Linked DNA regions of Mus musculus: all the other regions are linked to region 3. Evidence: chromatin contacts called from public HiChIP or PLAC-seq and promoter capture Hi-C data. All regions are on one chromosome and are shown on one strand. Each heading gives the region's core, a stretch centred on a gene start, on an enhancer-like site or on the middle of the called end of the contact. The rest is flanking DNA. Distances are from core to core; before and after follow the strand shown. Region 1 holds the start of Tinf2 (Terf1 (TRF1)-interacting nuclear factor 2). Region 2 holds the start of Rabggta (Rab geranylgeranyl transferase, a subunit). Region 3 holds the start of Mphosph8 (M-phase phosphoprotein 8). Region 4 holds the start of Il17d (interleukin 17D). Region 5 holds the start of 1700039M10Rik (RIKEN cDNA 1700039M10 gene). Region 6 holds the start of Cbln3 (cerebellin 3 precursor protein). Region 7 holds the start of Nop9 (NOP9 nucleolar protein).

The links. Promoter capture Hi-C pulls out the DNA fragments that hold promoters and counts their contacts. HiChIP or PLAC-seq counts read pairs in DNA pulled down with a chosen protein or histone mark.
Region 1: a promoter capture Hi-C map of hippocampal neurons shows a contact between it and region 3, with 2.9 times the contacts expected there. The contact joins the promoter of Tinf2 here to the promoter of Mphosph8 in region 3. A contact is called at or near these places in 3 of 39 promoter capture datasets (the 3T3-L1 cell line, hippocampal neurons and pre-B cells).
Region 2: a contact with region 3 is called in an HNF4G HiChIP or PLAC-seq map of pancreatic cancer cells. The contact joins the promoter of Rabggta here to the promoter of Mphosph8 in region 3.
Region 4: a contact with region 3 is called in a promoter capture Hi-C map of hippocampal neurons, with 5 times the contacts expected there. The contact joins the promoter of Il17d here to the promoter of Mphosph8 in region 3. A contact is called at or near these places in 2 of 39 promoter capture datasets (cranial neural crest and hippocampal neurons).
Region 5: a contact with region 3 is called in a promoter capture Hi-C map of pre-B cells, with 2.4 times the contacts expected there. The contact joins the promoter of 1700039M10Rik here to the promoter of Mphosph8 in region 3. A contact is called at or near these places in 4 of 39 promoter capture datasets (cranial neural crest, liver, pre-B cells and 1 more) and 1 of 9 other capture datasets (adipose tissue).
Region 6: a contact with region 3 is called in a FOXA1 HiChIP or PLAC-seq map of pancreatic cancer cells. The contact joins the promoter of Cbln3 here to the promoter of Mphosph8 in region 3. A contact is called at or near these places in 1 of 39 promoter capture datasets (hippocampal neurons) and 2 of 115 datasets of contacts at active chromatin or transcription factors (effector CD8 T cells and pancreatic cancer cells).
Region 7: a promoter capture Hi-C map of the HPC-7 cell line shows a contact between it and region 3. The contact joins the promoter of Nop9 here to the promoter of Mphosph8 in region 3. A contact is called at or near these places in 2 of 39 promoter capture datasets (the HPC-7 cell line and hippocampal neurons).

Annotation. Positions count from the first base shown.
Region 1 is chr14:55,680,383-55,683,082 of GRCm38.p6, forward strand. Tinf2 (Terf1 (TRF1)-interacting nuclear factor 2) reads right to left here and starts at 1,435. Exons shown (of 9, transcript NM_145705.3): 1 at 1,008-1,435; 2 at 843-929; 3 at 618-707; 4 at 413-520; 5 at 229-325; 6 at 1-74. The coding sequence starts at 1,199. It also overlaps a transcript of Gmpr2 not described here.
Region 2 is chr14:55,720,988-55,723,687 of GRCm38.p6, forward strand. It overlaps Rabggta (Rab geranylgeranyl transferase, a subunit), which reads right to left and starts at 1,276. Exons shown (of 17, transcript NM_001360387.1): 1 at 1,214-1,276; 2 at 857-913; 3 at 608-718; 4 at 149-273. The coding sequence starts at 859.
Region 3 is chr14:56,666,845-56,669,544 of GRCm38.p6, forward strand. It overlaps Mphosph8 (M-phase phosphoprotein 8), which reads left to right and starts at 1,404. Exons shown (of 14, transcript NM_023773.2): 1 at 1,404-1,720. The coding sequence starts at 1,508. It also overlaps the pseudogene Gm4032.
Region 4 is chr14:57,523,459-57,526,158 of GRCm38.p6, forward strand. Il17d (interleukin 17D) reads left to right here and starts at 1,371. Exons shown (of 3, transcript NM_145837.3): 1 at 1,371-1,463; 2 at 1,846-2,141. The coding sequence starts at 1,449.
Region 5 is chr14:57,570,361-57,573,060 of GRCm38.p6, forward strand. It overlaps 1700039M10Rik (RIKEN cDNA 1700039M10 gene), which reads left to right and starts at 1,254. Exons shown (of 2, transcript NR_152103.1): 1 at 1,254-1,325; 2 at 1,549-2,008. Eef1akmt1 (EEF1A alpha lysine methyltransferase 1) reads right to left here and starts at 1,222. Exons shown (of 5, transcript NM_026526.3): 1 at 1,183-1,222.
Region 6 is chr14:55,882,989-55,885,688 of GRCm38.p6, forward strand. It overlaps Cbln3 (cerebellin 3 precursor protein), which reads right to left and starts at 1,268. Exons shown (of 3, transcript NM_019820.3): 1 at 924-1,268; 2 at 479-598; 3 at 1-189. The coding sequence starts at 1,199. It overlaps Khnyn (KH and NYN domain containing), which reads left to right and starts at 1,954. Exons shown (of 8, transcript NM_027143.3): 1 at 1,954-2,154.
Region 7 is chr14:55,744,397-55,747,096 of GRCm38.p6, forward strand. It overlaps Nop9 (NOP9 nucleolar protein), which reads left to right and starts at 1,297. Exons shown (of 10, transcript NM_026403.3): 1 at 1,297-1,624; 2 at 1,765-2,214. The coding sequence starts at 1,378. It overlaps Dhrs1 (dehydrogenase/reductase (SDR family) member 1), which reads right to left and starts at 1,288. Exons shown (of 9, transcript NM_026819.3): 1 at 1,045-1,288; 2 at 522-692. The coding sequence starts at 671.

The sequences.
Region 1 (2,700 bases), core at 185-2,684, 990 kb before region 3:
TGCTGGCCTGGTTTGCTGATGAGGACTCTCTTCCATGGGCTCTATCAGATTCCCTGAGCCAGAAGTAGAGCTCTCTGAAAGATAAAATAAGATGCCTTATAAAATTAGAACTAGGTTAAAACTCAGGTTTGTGTTACAGGCCCATATAACTTCCATTCGGCTGACTCAGGTTTGGTAGAGCTAAACACTAACCTCCAAATTGCTAGTTATCTCCGCTGATCCTCTTACCTGGAAATGTCCACCCCATGTCCATACCATACTGGTGCAAAGCAACCGAAGAAGTGATGAACGAGCCCGGCTGACTCCAACTTAGAGCATCCTGAAGCTGTGGGCAAGGCGACAGATAGGAAGATCATAGTTCTCGGGGAAGCCACCCAGCCTTCCGCCCTTAAAGTGTTTCTTTCTCAACAACCTCTTGTGCTCTGACTGGAGGCAGTGCTTTCTCTAGCTGACACAAGTATTCAAACAACAGCTTTTCCATGGCAACTAGAAAGGATTCCCCATAGTCTTGTTCTAGTTCCTGTATGTGGGAAAGTGAAGCAGGTCAGATGAATTTTAGAAAACAAAACAAAACAAAACAGGAATCCCATAACATCCTCCAAACCAACCATTCTCACCTGCAGGCTCGAAGGCGGGTCCTCTGACAGGTGCTTCACAAGCAAGCAAAAATTTTCCCGTGCCTCCAAAAGCTTCCTGTCTTCTTTTGTCTGTTGAGGATATTGAAGACAGGAAAATTTGGGTGAGGAGGTGTCGCTAGGACCCAGGGGCAACTTGGTTGCATCAGGCCTGAGTTTGGTCTGCCCAAGATAGCACTCACAGCTTCGGGGTCCAGTGGTACTTACTGTTCTGGACTCTGCTGGGAAGTGATGCTTCAGGGCATTCAGGACCTGGTCCCAGGGTCGCGCCTGCAGGATCAGCTCCACCACCACCTGCACGGTACAGGGCTCAGAACACCTACCCTTTTCCAGCCGATCTTAGTCCCAACCAGACGTCCTTCTCTCTAGTACCTTGGCCTTTAGGCTCATACACAGGCGTTCATGGTGCCGGTAGCAAACCAAGCCGGGGGCAGCAGCGCGCAAGGACTGCAGAAACTCCACCACTTTCGGGAAGTGCTCTACGCGGCGACGGCGGACTACCAGCCAGCTGGCGGCGGCAGCAAACCGCAGAGACGCGGGACCTACCCCTGGAGGTGGGGCCATGGCCCGCGGGCGCCCTTTCCTCCTTTCGTTCAACCCAGGCTTCCCGGACGCTCCCGTAGGCGGAGCCCCGCTTCTCTCATCTGCACCGGAAGGTCGGCGGACCAGCTGGGCCCATTTCGCGGAGCCACGGGAACCCCGCAGTCTCCTCTCAGGCGGTGACTTAAGTGTATCAACCTGTCCAGATCACTAAACTTAAAATGCCGCCACTGAGGGAAACGCAGGAGTACGTCACTTCCGCCTGGGCGCGCGGCTTCCCTCCCCGGAAGAGGCCGCGGAGGGAGCTGTGACGTCACGAGGTCCCCTGCACTGTGAAAGTGACGTACGACCTAGCGTCACTCTCCATCACCCCTGCAAGCTGTAAACCTAGGTGTCTGAATCAGCGTCTGCCAAGCCCTTCCCGGGCCGCCAGCCGCTCCCAGGAAAAATTCTGCCATTCCTCTCGCGAAACAGAAGAGGGCGCTCGCTCGTTTCAAAAAACCAAACACAGGCCTGAGTGGTAACTCCGCCCTCCTGTCCTGACTCGCCGGTGCCTAAACGAATATAGTTTGAAATATCCTAGGGCTAGTCAGGGTTCTCCTGGACAGTAGGATGACAGCCGTTTTATGCTTTTCTGTGCCACATCTTTGCTGTTTCGTGTAGTTTATAATATTTAAGGGCTTCCTTTTCCAAGTTTCTTTTGAGCACTAACTTGATGGAGTCCTTTAGTGGGTTGACTCTTCTTGCTCTCCCCAAGGACAGAACCGGGCACACTGTGTACAGCTTTACTTTGTTGCTTAAATTAATTATCTGCCTTGCCCACCTTGCAGGAATTTTATGAAACCTGCCCATTATTTGAATGGTTTCCTCCATTCCCAGACTCATGGCTCACACTTTGCCTTGGTTCTCCAGATCAGTATTCAGAGCCTTTCCAGACCCAGTACCAAAGTACTACACTGGATGTTAATGTTGAAGTGGGTTTTCTTCATATTTTTTTCTGTCATTTCTGACCTTACCACTTTCATTTTTTCTTTAAAGATTTATTTATTTTATGTATGAGTACACATTACTCTCTTCAGACACACCAGAAGAGGGCATTGGATCCCCACTACAGATGGTTGTGAGCTACCATGTGGTTGCTGGAAATTGAACTCAGGACCTCTGGAAGAGCAGTCGGTGCTCTTAACCGCTGAGCCATCTCTCCAGCCCCACTTTCATTTTTTCTAAAGAATTTTCCCACAGAGTGTGCTGGTGCACACCTCTAAATCCCGGCGTGAGATGGGGTTTTTTTTTTTCCCCCTTGTTTTCAGTACTGTAAATACTTTACTCCCTTGTTGCTTGCATGGTTCTGGGTAGAAGTCCAATCTAGTTACACATTGTTTTTAAAGCTGAGAAATTAATTTCCTTTTTAAAGCTATCATGTATTAATTTAACTCTTTTGATACTTTATTTTTATTTAATGTGGACCAGTGTTTTGTCTGAATGTATGTCTGTGAACCATGTGTGTGGAGTGCCCATGGAGGGC
Region 2 (2,700 bases), core at 26-2,525, 950 kb before region 3:
TAGAGCCTTCCAACATCCAACCCCAACTTGTCCCTCCCTTCTTGTATCTGGTCCCCCTACTATCCTATCTCTATGCCCGGCTACCCCAATCCTCCTCCAGTTCTGCACCCAGGCGAGGGCCAGGGCAGAGACCTGAACTACTACATACTTCTGGGTTTCTAGCTGCTGGAGCACTTCTCTGCGACAGTTCCAGAGGGTGGCAAAATCAGGGTTGGCTCCCAGAATCTGGCTTGTCAGTTCTAGGACGGATTCATCCAGCTCGCCTGCCTCCCGCTGTGAAGACAGGTTATAGGGTCAGGGACCACAGCCTTTCCCCAGCTCTAGGTTAAACATTATAAACTCTGAACCAGTCAATAGTGGCACTATGCAACAGGTACTGTGCAAAACCTTACATGGCCTAACAGGTATTTTCTCACTTAATCTTTGCAATACTCGTACACAGGTTGTGCAATCATCAGCTCCATTTTACAGATGAAGGCAGTTCCAGTGACTCGAACAAGGCAATACAGCAACAACAGACAGAATCAAAATTTGGATCCCTACAGTTTGACTCTAGGGTCAAGCTTTTGGTCTTTGTATTATTGGGGACTACCTCCGAGGGCCCCACCTTCTGGAAGACAGCTTGAGTGGCTGACTGGTAGAGCTTTAGCTTCTGTTCCCGCTCTAGCCTTTTGGCCTCTGCCTGCTCTTCGGACGTCTTCACCTTCAGGCGCCCATGCTACCAGGGATATGAGGATAGGATAATATGAACGCCGGTTGCCTCGCAAGGGCAGTCTTGCAGAAGCCCGGCCGAGATAGCCACGTGGGATGAGGGCATGGGCATGCAGGGGAAAGGGGCTGAGCTCAGGGTTCTCACCATGGTTTCGGCTCAGCGTTGGCGATAGGGGAGGGGTCCGGAGGCAGCCCGTTCAATCTGCCGAAAGAGATGTCAATCACAGAACCCCGCCCACACGGCCCCGCCCCCCAGGTGTTTCCCGGAAGCTGCCAGCAGGCCCAGGATAAGGATCCCCGTGAGTTAAAAGGGGGCCGGCGGCTGGCACTGTGAGGTCAGGAGGAAGCGCTCACCACAACCACGGCCTCCGTCCCCACGGATCTTTCCGAAGCCCCACCCGTCAGGGCCGAGGCACACGCCGCGCATATAGAGAGCAGTGCCCGCCCGCCCGTCCGTCCGTCCCGTGGACCCTTGCACCCCCTCCTCCACCGGCGAACTCACCTGCTCAGGGAGGAGGTGCCAGGACGTGCAACTCCGGCCGCCACCGAGTCCCAGTGTGGCTAGAGCGGCTCCGTGCTGTGTGAGGTGCGGAGACGAGGCGCTGCGCCCCCTGCAGGCCTGGCTCTTCCCATTCGCAACTCAAACTGCAGCCTTGAAGGGACTGGTATCGGCTCAGGACACCCCAAGACCAAGTTTTCAGGACAAAGGAGCTTTATTTGCCCTAGAGGGACGAAGTATAGGAATAAGAGACAAGACAGGAGATGGAGAAGGGGAAAGAGAAGAGGGGAGGGGGGGGACGGGGGGGGCAGGTATTTCTCTCGAAGAGGGGACAAAGGACTGTCTTTGAATAGAGAGGAGACAGGCATGGCCCATAGGAGAGTGGCAGTTTATAAAGGTAAAAGGGGAAATCCTGTGTTAGGATGAGGTGAATAAGGGAACGGATCTCGGTAGCTAGCTTTAGGAACTCAATCTAACGTTTTTAGCAAGACAGAGGGAGTGGAGAGAAGGGCAAGGCCTGACAGAGCCATGTTTGCCAAACTCAGGCTGGCTAGAGTCCCTTTCCAGGCTAAGTGAAGAAGTTTCTCCAGCAACCTGCTATCAGCGAGTTCTGGCTGCCAAAAGTTCTCGGTTTCCTTCCTGTTCTCTTGATTTCATCTACATTCATGGTTACTATATGGCACCCAAACCTCTCTCCAGTCCAGACGTCCACAAGCATAATGATAGTGACAATTATATAGCAGTATATGTATTTGTTGACATGGTCAAAAGCTAGAGGCAGTGGTGCTGTTTGTAATGTTCAGCTTCTCAGGGGGTCGACACAGGAGGGTCTAGAGTTTAAGATAATAGTGAGGTTTCTAATTTTTTTAAAAATTGAGTATCACTGGGCAGTGGTGGCACACTGCCTTTGATCCCAGCACTCAGGAGGTAGAAGCAGGCAGTTCTCTGAGTTAGAGGCCAGCCTGGCTTACAGAGCGAATTCTAGAACAGCCAGGGCTACACAGAGAAACCCTGTCTAAAAAACCAGAAAGAAGAAAAATGTAGTTTCGCTTATATGTCCTAGAGATATTTCAAACTCTAAAAGCTAAAAAAGAGTCCCCCCCCCCGTCTCCCCCCTCTGAGTGCCAGCTTTATCATCATTGTTGCACTAAGTGGCAGTGTTCTCAAAGCTTTTTAGTCTCTTTAATAACCATTCAGTGCAGTTGCCACTAAGGCTGTTGCAATGTTCTTCATCCTGTGTTCTCTCTACTTTCATTCACCGTGAGCCATGGAGACAGATTTAAAGTATCCACTACCTGCCCAGCCCTTTTCTAGGTCCTCTTTTAGGTAACGTATTCTAGAAGAAAAGAGATGCTTCTTCTGGCCTTGTGTACTTCAGTCCCAGTGGGGGAAACAGCTGAGTCACTGGTTATCTTTGCTCCTGGCACTGTGATGGGAGCTCTGTATTTTTAATGCATGTGAGCGCGCGCGCACACACACACACACACACA
Region 3 (2,700 bases), core at 154-2,653:
GAAAGTCTAGTCACTCAGGCAGATACAAGAGGTACACAGCGAAGATAGTCAGAATTATTTCTAAGCATATACACCAGTGTTGTTCTTTTCAAATAGTTGTTATTCAGGGTCCTCTTGCCTACCTACCAGCAGAGTTAGGCTTTTCCTCACAAGGGCACAGGGGATTTAATGGCAAACTAGGACTTAATGATAGGTGTGACTTGGGGCTCAGCCATTGAGCTGCCCCTTAGAGGCTTTTTTTTTTTTTTTTTTTTTAATAAGGTGGATAGGCTTAATGGCTGGTTGTAAGTTAGGGTTGTCTCCTTTTGTTGTGGAAATGGAGTCTAATTGGAGGTCAATCTTAGTGCACTAACGTTAACAGAAACTTTCTCAGCAACCCAAAACTTCAATGTTGGCACAAAAATGTCTTTCCTAGAGTTTGTAATAAGCCTGGTAATTCTCTTCCAATCATATCGCAGGCTCGCTTCCTAGTGACTCCTTTGTAGCATCAATATTACTCGTTTCTCTTGCATCAACCCCGCACCTGCTTCTGATATTTTCAATTCAATAAGAAGCAAGGGAACTTGGGAACAAACACATAGGTGGTTTTGGCTTGGTTTATCAGGTGTGAATGATCCAATTAATTAAGTATAGCCCAAATGGGGCCAAGCCAGGCAACCTGGGCTCTATCTTTTGAAGGAGAGAACCAACTTTTACTCAGCTACTAGGACCAAGCCTCCAACCATCACCTGCCAGACAAACGCCCTATCACTGAACTACTTTCAAAGCCCAACAAGTAAATCCCATAAATTATTACTTGATACAGTGTCTTGCTGTAAAGATTGGCCTTTCTCCTGACAGAAGAGAATACATATTGGGGGAATTCTCTCGCTATGTATGCCCTTGGAAATTAAACTCAGGTCCTCATATTTGGCGACCAGGGCCGTAATCTGCTGAACCACCTCCGGGTCCCTATTCTCTATCTATAAACGCTACTCACTAAAATGAAATATCCCTATAGGCTATATGTAATTGATTCGACCGCAGACGCCATATAAGCCAGCCAAAACCATACGAAAGGATTCCTGGGCAGCCATTCCGCACAGGCGGGTCTCGCTAACACTGGGGGTCCCTTTCCCAGAATCCTCATGGTCTCCTTCCGACAATCCAAACAACAGGTCTCCTCAGGCAGCGGGCGTCACCGGAGTTTGGGAGGTGAGGTGCTAGGACCGCCCCTCGCAGTCTCCCCAGGGGAGCCCTTCCGCTCTTCCCTGAGGCAGCGTTCTTCCTCAGAGTCCGTCGACCCGCCCATCCACTTCCCGTGAACTCCCCAGGGAGCCGGGGAGCGCGCCTTTGCGTGATTGGCCGTTCTGTGTGTCAATCCAGAGCTCGGCGCCCACAATTGGCTGGCTTGCCTCACGGTCGAGTCACGCCGCTGGAGCGGATTAGGGCGGAGCGGCAGGCGCGCGGTGCTGTCCCGCTGTGGGTCGCCGGCGGTTTTTCGCGTTGGTTTTGCACTGCGTCTGTGATGGCGGCGGCGGCTGAGGAGGGCATGAGTGCGGCCGCTCTAGTTATGTCAGTTCCCGACAGCATTGGCCGTTCTCCCGAGTCCGAAGGAGTTGGAGCAGGGGACGAAGAGAAGGACGCAGCCACCAAAGGAACGGTGGCCGTTGGGGACAGCGAGGAGGATGGGGAGGACGTTTTCGAGGTGGAGAGGATCCTGGACATGAAGTGCGAGGGAGTATGTGGGGGCTGAGCGGCCGGACAGGGAGTCTCCGGGGCGGGGACGGCGGGTTGGGAGAATCCGAGTGGGACGCCGAACAGCCTGGAACAGCTTGGGAGGACGGTGGCGGTCCGTAGGCGCAGACTGACATCCTGGAGAGGACCCTGGCCGCAGTCGGTGGAGGATGGATGCTTAGGGAAGTTCTAAGTGTTGTTTTGGCAGAAGAGACGAAGCGGTGACATGGAATGTTGAGAATCGTAGGATGCAAGGCAGCTGGTGGGAGACTTCTGTGGCCTTCAGCATTCGGGTATACGGTTAGGGCCATGGCTTTCCGTTAGGAAAGACTGGAGGATTCTCTACACCGTTGTCCCAATGTTTTCTAAAAGTAGAAAATGCTCCTTGGCTTAAATTCAGGAAATCCCATTCACACCGAGTGCCCGGGACAGTAAAGGTTTCCCAACCCAAAGTGTCCCTTTTCTGCGCGTTTTATGAGTGTAACTCAAGAGATTTAGAGTAAGCTTGAAAGGACAATCTTCGCACATCGTGCTTGAACACTTAACATCCTCCTTGCTGCGAATGTCGTCCCCGGGAGAAATTCTTAGTCTGTATTTCCAAGGCTTGGGATCCATCTGTTTGTGATACCTTTTCTCCCCTCTCTTCCCTTACCCGAGCTCTGCAGAAAAAGGTGCTTTCTCAGTTCTGTCCTTACTCTCTTACCTCTATTTAAGTCATTGTCTTTTATCTCTGTATTTGTCTTTTCTGCTCTAGATTGTGGGCTCCTTTAATCAGGGGATGTGGTTTATAATAATGCTTGAATCACGGACACTTAGTCCAGTAACAGCAAAGGCTGATTTTGTTGTTGCCGTTATCTGATACCGTGTACTGGACCCAGGGTTTCATGAATGCAAGGCAAGAGCTTTACCACAGAGATCTATCTCACGGCTGTGGGATTATTGAATGAGTAAACGAAATGGGAATTTGGAGAAAGGAGAAGATAA
Region 4 (2,700 bases), core at 121-2,620, 860 kb after region 3:
GGCCACCCCTAGAACACAACAACCCATTTACCCACCGAGACATCTCCCCAGCCTCAAGTCTGGAATAATTATTAACATGTTTGTATCTTCATAAAATGCTCAGATCTGGGAACTTTTTATTTAATCTGCACCTATTTATAGCCTTTGCTCCCCTGTTTAATCACAAATGAATCTTATGCTCTACTCAGTTTAAGTTTTCAGTAACTGGAGGCTTCCACAAACTGGTCAGACACTGGAAGGTACTTTGTTGATTAGCACAGTGAGTAGTTCCGTGGAACTCTGGTAATGACAAGCTCGCCTCGAAAATACTCCTACGCTGTACCTTTCAAATGGAAAATTAGTAGTACTTGAGTGCTGATGTCTTTATTCCCGTTTTTTTACTAGGAAGGAGACAACGTTAACAATTTATGTGCGAGTCAAAGTGTTTCATAAACCCAAATGTGTTTACTAGGAATTGTAAAATGTTTTAAGCTGTAAGGTTTGAAGGGACTTTTAAAGGTAGAGCCGCTACAAAGTATTTCAGTTTTAAAACATTGAAGGCAAGTGTTTTTCTGCATAGCAGAACTGAAACGCAGTTAACCACTGGTTTACAACTTGGTTAAAACCCAAAGCTGCAAGCCGTTTTAGGGAGTCAAAAAAATATTTTGCACACTTTCAAAAAGCGTTCAGCTAGTCTCAGCCATTTCTCTTTATTCTCAAAGCGTAAATGCTCAAAAGTAATCATATTCACTAGCTGGATGCCTGGTAAGCAAGGCATTTAAATAATGAACAAGTAAGTGAGCAAGCTCTCTTCAGATTCAATAGAGTCCTTCATTTGAGCTGATTCCCCTTAATTTATTCACAGAACTTTAGGCTCATTTTACATGTCTGCTCACACAATTAATTACCATGATTGAGTTCTCCAACACTGTAAAACTAGACCAAGAGATGCCCATTTACAGCATGTGTCAGGTGGGGGAGGGTATTTATTACTCGGCCCTTAGCTGAATAAGAGGCATGGAGTCATTTTATGAGTATTTAAGGGAAAACAGCCTCCTTCTAGCCTAACAGAACATAACTGTTTTTTAATCTCTTGTATAATTCTTCGAACTATGAAATCCCAGAAGAGGAAGTGGTCGCAAGAAGGAGAGTCCTTCTAGGTTGGAGTTCATTCATTTCCAAGTGGCCTGTCCAGCTCCTGGACCGCTTCAATGTCTAGAGAAATCCGTTTCCTCTGAGCCAAAGTCGGCCTCTCGACTGCATCCCCGAGGCCCCACTGGTCCGTGCCGAGGCGTCGAGGCCAGTCACCACCTCCTCCTCCTCCAGCCAGGCGGACCGCCAGTCCACTTCTGTAGGGGCGACACCCAGCCCGCAGGCCACACGCCCCGCGTGTGCGGCGCCCTTATTTACTTCGCAGAAGAGCCTTCAGCCCCCCTCCTAACAAGTCTGGAAAGCATCACGGCGACGCGATGTTGGGGACACTGGTGAGCGCCCTCGGGGGTACCGGCGAGGCATGGCCGAGGCCGGGCTGGGGCAGAGGGACGGGGGGAGGACGGCGGGACGGCCCGGAGAGGCGTCTCACAGGCACTCGCAGCCCGCCGCGCAGCAGCCCGGCAGGCACACGCACACGTGCACGCGCGCCCCGCACCCGCCCCCCGCGCGGGCTCCGGCTCTGGGCGGCGGCGGCGGCGGGGGCCGGGGGCGCGCGGGCCGGCGGCGGGCCGGGCCCCGGGGACCGCGCGGGCGGCGGGCGGGCGGGGACGGCGCTCGGGGGCCGGCCCGCGCGGCGCCCATGCTCGGGGAGGGCCTCACGGTGTGCGGAGCGCCGGGCGGGTCCCGCGACGCTGAGCTCGGCCTGTCCCGCAGGTCTGGATGCTCGCGGTCGGCTTCCTGCTGGCACTGGCGCCGGGCCGCGCGGCGGGCGCGCTGAGGACCGGGAGGCGCCCGGCGCGGCCGCGGGACTGCGCGGACCGGCCGGAGGAGCTCCTGGAGCAGCTGTACGGGCGGCTGGCGGCCGGCGTGCTCAGCGCCTTCCACCACACGCTGCAGCTCGGGCCGCGCGAGCAGGCGCGCAATGCCAGCTGCCCGGCCGGGGGCAGGGCCGCCGACCGCCGCTTCCGGCCACCCACCAACCTGCGCAGCGTGTCGCCCTGGGCGTACAGGTGAGCGGGCCCGAGGGGAGGGGCGGGGCCTGCAGAACAGGTGGGTGGGGCAGGGTGGAGTCCGTTGGAGGGCGGGGCCGAGGGGCGGGGCGGAGCACGTGGTGGGCGGGGTCGGGTGGGGCCTGGGCGGGGCCCGGCTGCCACTGGAGCGGTATAGGTGGACGGTGCTTGAAGGAAGGGGTCGTGAGGGGGATCGGGTGGGATCGGCTGGAGCGGGAGGGGAGTGGCAAGACGGTCGGGTGGTGCTATGGAGATGGTGTAGTGCCCGAGGGGCGGGGTCTGAGGAGCGGACGGAGGTGATGGGTGGGGCCGGGTGGAACTACTGGGATGAACCACGGGGGGCAGGCCAGGTAAGGCGGGTGTCTACTGGTCCTAGAGCTCAGGGAGGGGCTAGGAGAGGCAGATGGTATAACTAAATTGGGAGCGATTGGTTTCTACAAAGGTCTGTCACGATCTTTGAAGAAATGCTGCTTCTGTATTTGTTATGCAATAAATACCAATTCTCTGCCAGATACACCATGAAGAACCAGGCCACATGACCCTTTTTTACAGGAGGCCT
Region 5 (2,700 bases), core at 4-2,503, 900 kb after region 3:
CACTCAGGAGGCAGAGGCAGGTGGAGTTCTGAGTTCGAGGCCAGCCTGGTCTACAGAGTGAGTTCCAGGACAGCCAGGGCTACACAGAGAAACCTTGTCTGGAAAAACAAAAAAAAACAAAACCAACCCCCCCCCCAAAAAAAAAACCCAAAATCAAAACAAACTTCTATTCCCATGCATCAGATCTACGAAAGCAACAACAAAAAACTAACAATACTGTATGTCAGAGTATCTAAGTACCTTCTCCAAGATATTTAGGTCAAGAGAGTTTAAGCCAGCAGAAAGAGAATGAAACAAAGTTTCTTTCCAGAGTCGTTAGTAAACTGCAGGAAGGGTAGCTGTACTAGTAGGCGAATAGAATGACCTGTCAAGTATGCTCAACCTGCGGCTCAGAGACAGGCACCCACAGTCACTAGAAATGACATTGTTCTCAACTTGTTTGTTCCCTGAGCGTGAACTCTGTAGATGACAATGCCTGGCAGATATTCTCTAAGTAATCTTATTGATTCAAGACAGTTGTGTTGCCTTGGCTGTCCTAGAACTTGCTCTATCTATCTACCTATGAATGAATGATAGGATTTCTTTGTGTAGCCTTGGCTGTCCAGGAAAATTCTCTGTAGACCAGGCTGGCCTTGAACTCAGAGATCTGTCTGCCTGTGCATCTCGAGTGTATAAAAATCGTGTGCTTTCATTTTCATACAAGTCTCTGCCTGAGGGAAGTCCTTCACTTCCTAAATACTGTTTATTATTTAAAGAAAGATTGTTGGGTGTGGTGACACGGGAAAAATGAGGGATCAATGAGTCTGAGTTCGAGGCCAGCCTGGCTATACAGTGAGACCATCTCAAAATAATAAATCCCACCATGACCTGAGATAAAACTTGCACAGAGAAAGCAAGCCACAAACACACAACAAGGTAAGTTTGGATGAACAGCCCGGCCAGCCAAACCCCATGCTAAGGCTCAAGGCTTCCTCGTGTCCATGCATATATATCCCTTCCCCAGGCACCATTCCGACCGGACCACTAAGGACTTGTTTCCGGCTCAAGATGTCCAAGAAGAAGGACCCCGCAGAGACGAGGCCCCTACTGGGAAAGTCTCCAAGGGTCAGTATGGACCCGGTTCGGAACCCACCCAAAACATCCCTTGACCCTCCGCCGCCACACTCCGTGGCCGCCACTCACCACTGACGCATGCGCAGTCGTCACAGTGCGGGGGTGGGGTGAGGGTTGGCGGGGACCTCCGCGTTTGCGCTGGTGCAGACCAGACGGTGGGAGCCAATGAGCGTCTAGTCCCGCCCAGTCAGCTTCCGGCTTCTACAACCCAGGTTTTAATTAGGTTGCGGTAGTCTGGCTGTTTGGTACTTTGGAGTCAGTCTTAAACCTTTCAAACCAATTAGTCTTTCAGAGCTTTCAGTGTTGAATTCACAGTATATGAACACATATTTTACCAATCTATCATGGTAGCTGGCACACAGTTTTCCTTAATCAAAACTAATGCTCCCTTTGATTCGGCAATTCTTAAATCACATGTAATCTTTTCTTTCCCAGGGACAGGCAAACTTCACTATGTTCCTGCTGTTCGGTTCTCTCTTTATCGATTTCCTGATCTGGCTGAAGGGCTTTAAATCACCGCTCAGATGCTGACGCCACTCAAAAAGCAGCTTGATAATGAACTGTCACAATTTCTACATACAGTAGTGTTTCGTCTGTAGAAACCCATACTTCATTTTGATTTCGATTTCTCTAAACGAATGACTACTCTATTAAACCAAATAGATCAAATCAAGTGTAACTTATCAAAATGGCAATCAAGAAAAAAAAACTATTGAAAAGGAAGAAACCATCTACTTATAAGACTCAAAAAAACCTGTTTTAAAGCAAACTATTTTGCACCTAATTTTTTAAAGCTTCCATTCCTTTTAAGTATGTATGCCACAATGATTATCTTCGTGTATTCAATTATATGCTATTTTTAAATATTAAAGTGTCTGAAGACACAAGAAAGCTCTACCTTTTTGGTTTTTTTTCAACAAGAGTTTCTTGATGTAGTTCTGGCTGGCCTGTATACATTGTAATTAAATGTTTCTCACAGATCATAAAATTAGTATCAAAGACAAACTAGTCTTTATTGAAGTGAAAAAGTTTTTCAGTCAAATTGGATCCAAAAGATGCTTTCAAATCACATTTTTTTTTAATAATTATTTATTATATGTAAGTACACTGTAGCTGTCTTCAGACACTCCAGAAGAGGAAGCCCGATCCCATTACAGATGGTTGTGAGCCACCATGTGGTTGCTGGGATTTGAACTCAGGACCTTTGAAAGAGCAGTCGGGTGCTCTTACCCACTGAGCCATCTCACCAGCCCCCCACATTTTAATTAAGGAATTATTTCTTTTATATTTAGTAATGGTGCTGAGAGAATACCTTGGAAGATCTCTTAAGATAGAAATATGTGGTCCTGGGTCCCTAGTGGTCAGGGGAGACAGGTAATTCTCTGTGAGCTTAAGGTTTAGACTACACAAGTTTATGGAGAGCAGGACTACATACGAAGACTCTGTCTCATAAAAACAACAAACTAACAGACTAACTAACTAACTGAGTTTTTCTTTTTCTTATTTATTTTTTGTGTTGGGACCAAGTTGAGTCTCCAGCTTTAACCTTTGAAGTAGAAAGGACTGGCAATTCCACAATGCTTGGCC
Region 6 (2,700 bases), core at 18-2,517, 780 kb before region 3:
GAAGATGAGGAAGCCTGAGAAGCTCGAATACTTCCAGCCACCCAGAAGATTCCCCCGACGCAGGCGCAGGGACACACGGTCCCCCGGGTCCAGGGGAAGCAGCACAGAGCTTGTGGCTGCCTCTCGGGTCACATCAGGGTCATTTGCAAAGGCTGAGATGACCGGCCATGTGTTCAGCATCAGACTCACCTGGGGAGGGGAGCCCAGTTAGCATCTATGTCCTAGTCCTTAGCTCAGGACACCCCGCCCCCCATCCTCCCAAGAGTTTTCTTTTGGGAACTTGAGGGTCAGTGGGCTCTCCAGTGAGCACTGAGGGGTGGCCAGTGTTGGGTTCTGTACATCTGCCATACCCTGCTAGCCTTTCCTCCCTTGCTCCTGGTCCCTGGGATACAGGTCCAACAGAAGGGCTATCCAGGGATGTGCTGCGGTCCACTATGACCCTCCCTTCCCCCCGGAGGTGGACTGGCACTTAGGTCACCTGGACAGTTTGGCGGTTGTACACCTTGACCACGTGGAATCGGAAGCTGTAGACTCCACGGACAGGGGCCACGAAGCAGCCCGAGGTCCGATCAAAGCCCTCGCCCTCATTGACCAGTACCTGTGGGGAAGCAGATTGTGTTGAGAGGGATTCTGGGTGCCGGGAGCTCAGGAGCATCACTGGGTTGGCATTTGTGCAGTGGGTGAGGAGAGAAGGGGTGGCAAACGGGTGTGACAGGAATGTGTAGAGTCAAAAACTATGAGGAAGGGCTACGGTGCTGTGTGTATGAATGAAAGAAGGCCAACCAACGGTCAGTGGCCATCTTAGAGGAAGGTGGTGCAAGAGATGCAGGTAATGGTTTCCTTGGAGTCCGAGGGATGCAAAGGGGCTTGGACAGTAGAGTCCAGGTCCTTGCATGTCTTCCGGACAGAGGCAGAGGGATTACCTGGTCGAAGTAGATGGCACCACTGGTACCGTTGCCGGTTTCTCCTGCTGGTTCATGGTGATGGCTTCGGACTGCAGCAAACGCCACTCGTCCTGGGGGTGCCTCTCCCAGGGCTGCACCCCCAGGTCCTCCTGCAGTAGGTCGGCCTGGCTCACAGACCACCAGGCACTCCCCCTCCAGTAGGACAGGCTCTGACCCTTCTTGAGCCCACCCAGCCTCCAGGGTCAGAAGCACCAGGGCCAAGGACAGCTTGGGTTTGTGCCATTCCGTCCCCATCCTTGCTAGGTGCCTCTGTAACTCACAGATTTTCCTGTCTTCTGTCCCCTTGGCTCTCCCCCCTCTGCTTCAAGGCTTCAGTACTCCTGCCCTGCTCTGCTGTCCTCTGTGAGTCTGGCACCTAGCCCGGGCACTCCCCTCCCTGTATCTTTTTGTGTCCCACAGCTCTGCCTGGCCTTACTACTGCTGTCTCTGCGGATCCCTCCTCCTTGGCAGAGCATGGAGTGACAGCAGTTGGGCCCTGGGAGGGAGAAGAGGAATGGAGAGAGGATATGAGGGCTCTAGCCACACAAGGGTGTGTACACACACACACACACACACACACACACACACGAAACAAAATTTCTTCAATTCCTTTCTCATCTTCTCCTTTTCAGTCTTTCTCCATGGGGTTTTCCTTATTGTGGCAAGGTGTGTGTCCTCATCTCCCCCCCCTTCCCCCCCTACTCCCCCAACTCTATCTACTTGGTGAAAGTGCTTGTGTCAAGGGCAGGATTCTCTTGTGACTCTGGACCAGTCACTTCTCTTGGAACCATCAACTGCAGAACTCCCAAGGACCCCAGGAACTGGAGGCGAACGTGAGAGTTGGCAGGAGGCGTTGGGGGTGGGGTGAGTGTCTGTGACCCGGTAGGCCCCGCAGGGGATGTGGAGGGCGGGTCGCTCGGCAGCAGGACAGCAGGCCGAGCCGGGGAGGAGGAGCGCAGCCCTGCCCCGAGCCCTGGCCAGTGCGGCCCTAGCGGGGGAGGAGCCGAGCTGGCTCCGCCCCGGGCCGGAAAGTGACTCCAAAGCCACAACGCGTTGTTGACGAGAGAAGTCTAGGTTGGGTGAAGGATCCGAGAAGGCCCTCCCAGATTCGGGCTCCCAGCCCCAGGCCCCTGGGGCGCGGGAGAAACGCGGGCCCCTCCTCCCCCGCCGCGGGCACCTAGAGGAGCGGGCGGAACTCGCGGCTTTGGCGGTAGGCGTCCCCCTTCCGGGCGATCGGGAGCTGAAGGCCGTGGCGGGAGGGTGGTCGGGCTGGGGGCGGCCGCCGCAGGCTGTGGGAGGGCGGGCTATGCCCCTGGGCCCCGGGTGGGATGCTTGACAGTGGACAAACGAGGAGGGGGGGCGGGGGCGGGGAGGTGGGAGTGGTTAGTGAAGGAATAAGGCGGATAGGGGAAACCCCCACCCCAGGACTACACTGTTAGAGCCTCTGGCGCGTATTCATTTCCCAAGAGGCCCTCCTCTACTCAAAAAATCCGAGACCTCTCAGCTCTGGGACTCTTTCCTCAAACCACCCACTTCTTGTGACCCTCAAAATGAGCTGGAGGCCCTCTCAACTCGTCCCTTCTCAGGGCGGTGGTCATCAGTTTTCTCTGGCCAGTCGCCCACCCCAGCTAGCCCTGTTTAAGAAGGGCTTACTCTCAGGGAGAGGCCTGTGTATAGATGATTTTCTATATTCTCCACCCGCGAGGTGGACTTGCTATCTCCTGGGGTTGTTTACCAGTTCTGTCACTAGGTGCGA
Region 7 (2,700 bases), core at 47-2,546, 920 kb before region 3:
ACAATCCAGCCAGGGTGAACTATCTAAAACTTAAATCGTCTTCTAACTGGATCACCAATCTAAGCCAACTAAAGCCTAAGAGCTTTTTTGAGAGGGTCTTACTACATAGCTCAAGCTGACCTTCAACTTGAAATCTCCTGGCCCAATGTCTCCAGTGCTGGGTTATATAGGCATGCATGCCATGCCGGCTTTTTTCCTCCCCACAAGGTCTCACTCTGTAGCCGGTTTGGAACTCACTATGTAGACCTTGAAATCACAGAGAGGTTCTGGCTCCTGAGTGCTGGCATCAAAGGCATGCAAAACCCAATGCCAGGGAAGAGGAAAATTAGAGGAAGCCACCAGTACAATTTTTTTTTCTTTGCAAAACCTGAAACTCTCAAACAGAAAGATTTTTCTTCCCATTAAGCTCTCTTGGTAGAAAAAAAATCAATCCTAGATTATTATTTATGGTATTCAGTAAACATTGCGATTTGTTGGGGGGGGTATAGTAATCACAGTGATTAATTCAGGTGGTCACTTACCTCCTGGGCAGTAGCTCTAAGCGTATCCAGATGGCGGCCGGTAATGTAAACTGTGGCACCTGCTTTGCAAAGCTGTAAGGCAATGCCACGGCCAATACCCCTGGAGGCACCAGTTACCACACACACTTGGCCCTTCATAGGCGCTACCATGACTCACATCAAAGGGGATATCTGTGGAGGTAAAGAGTCGCTTTGAGGGAATCCTGTAGATTGTGTGCTGAATCCAGGTCTCTGTGAGGGCTAGACAAGTTTGGACTATTTTGAGGGGAGAGAAATTTGACAGAAGGATACCTGAGTCAAAGTCTCAGGCCAGGCTGTCCTTTTAGGAGAGTCCCAGGACTCTCCAGCGTTACACACAATACTATCACGAACCTCTGAGTGAAGCTGACTTGGTAGGGAATCTGGCAATGCAGCCTAACAGGGTATGGCCACGAAGAGTCCTGGGCTCTCTGGAGTTCTGGCTACCCGTCCAGACCCACGGAGAACCGCGAATCCCTGACCCCTGAAGTGGTCAGAGCCTTACCAGCAGCAGACGCAGCCTCTGGGTTTCTTTCTGCCCAGATCGCCAGATCTATAGTTTGAGAACTTTGATTCTTGCCACGTTGGAGTGCGTGCCTGGATGGAAGTCCGGGTGCGGATAACGATGATATGGAACCAGTCAAAGATAGCCCTGGAGTTCCAGGGTCAGACCCAGTGGGGTGGAGTCCGCAAATGGGGAAGGGCGACCTGCAGCCACGCCCATCATGCCCTCCCGCCCGCCCCGTCGCAGACTCATGACGTCCCCGTGCGTCCGGAGCGCGCCGGCGGTTGTGGGAGCTGCAACCGGGAAGCGTGAACGGCTGGTCCCAAAGCACGCATGGGGTTGGGGCCGCGTTCCGCTCACAAAGCGCGACGCCAGTTCTCGGGTGCCGGCCGGCGGGGACGCGCGGCCCGGGGTTCGGGACGTCCCCCTCCCGGCCGCGATGGTTATCCCCGGCTGCCGGCAGCCGCGCGTGCGGAGCAGGCCCCCGAGGCTCTCCCGCATCTGAGCCCGGAGGCTCTTGGATATTTCCGACGGGCGCTGTCAGCGCTAAAAGTGGCTCCCGACGCCGCCGAAGAACGAGGTAGGAGCAGCTAACGCCGTGGGTTAAGTGGAAAACCCACACGCCGAACTTTCAGGGGAGGTCTTGGCTAAGTGATGGGTAAGTCTTCTCCTCCTCTCAGCCTAACGGTTTATTTATGACCCCATTTTTTTTTTTTAAAGAGTTGATGGCGCGCAATATTTTGAAGGAAGTGGAGGCTCAGGCTCTAGCCTTGGCCACGAACAGGACTGGTAGCGAAATGCTGCAGGAGCTTTTGGGGTTCAGTCCTTTGAAACCCCTGTGTCGAGTGTGGGCCGCTCTGCGCCCCAACTTGCGCTTCGTGGCTTGTCATCGGTGTGGGGTCCACGTATTACAAAGTGCTTTGCTGCAGCTACCTCGATTGCTGAGGCGTCCTGCGGAGGCAGAGGAGGAGGAGGAGGAAGAGGAGGAGGGTGGTCCCTCGCAAACTCTGGAGGAGCTAGTCCTGGGACTAGCCGCTGAAGTGTGTGATGATTTTCTGTTCTTCTGTGGAGACACGCATGGCAGCTTCGTGGTCAGAACTCTGCTGCAGGTCTTGGGAGGTACTCTTTTGGAGTCCGAGAGAGGCAAGCCCCGTGGCTCCCAGTCGTCTGGTAAGTACTGTAAGAAAGGGAAGAGGGGTTGGTGAGCAGGAGTGGTCAGGAAGTTCCGAAGCCAGTAAACAGAAGAGTTCATCTTTGTGGTGAAACTTGACCGTAAAGAATCAGCAGACCCTTGGGGCAGAACCTGGAAGGCCAAAGTATAGTGTGCCTAGTAAGGATGGATACACTTGAATTCAAGGACCAACTATTACTAGCAGAGACACAGAGGGAGCAATGTGTTTCACATTTTTATTTCCACAACTCAGAGTAAGAATTTTTTTTTTTTTAAATACGTCTGGGCATGTGTACACACTCGAATGTGTGTGCCTTCTGGAGTGTTCTTGTGGAGGGGAGAAGACGACTTTGTGGGTGTCAGTTCTCCCCTTCCACCATGTGGGTTCTGGGTATTGAACTCAGGTTGTCAGGCTTAGTAGCAATCACTCTTATCATAACCTTCCCGGCTCCGATACTTTCTTTGGAGACAGAGTCTCCCAGATA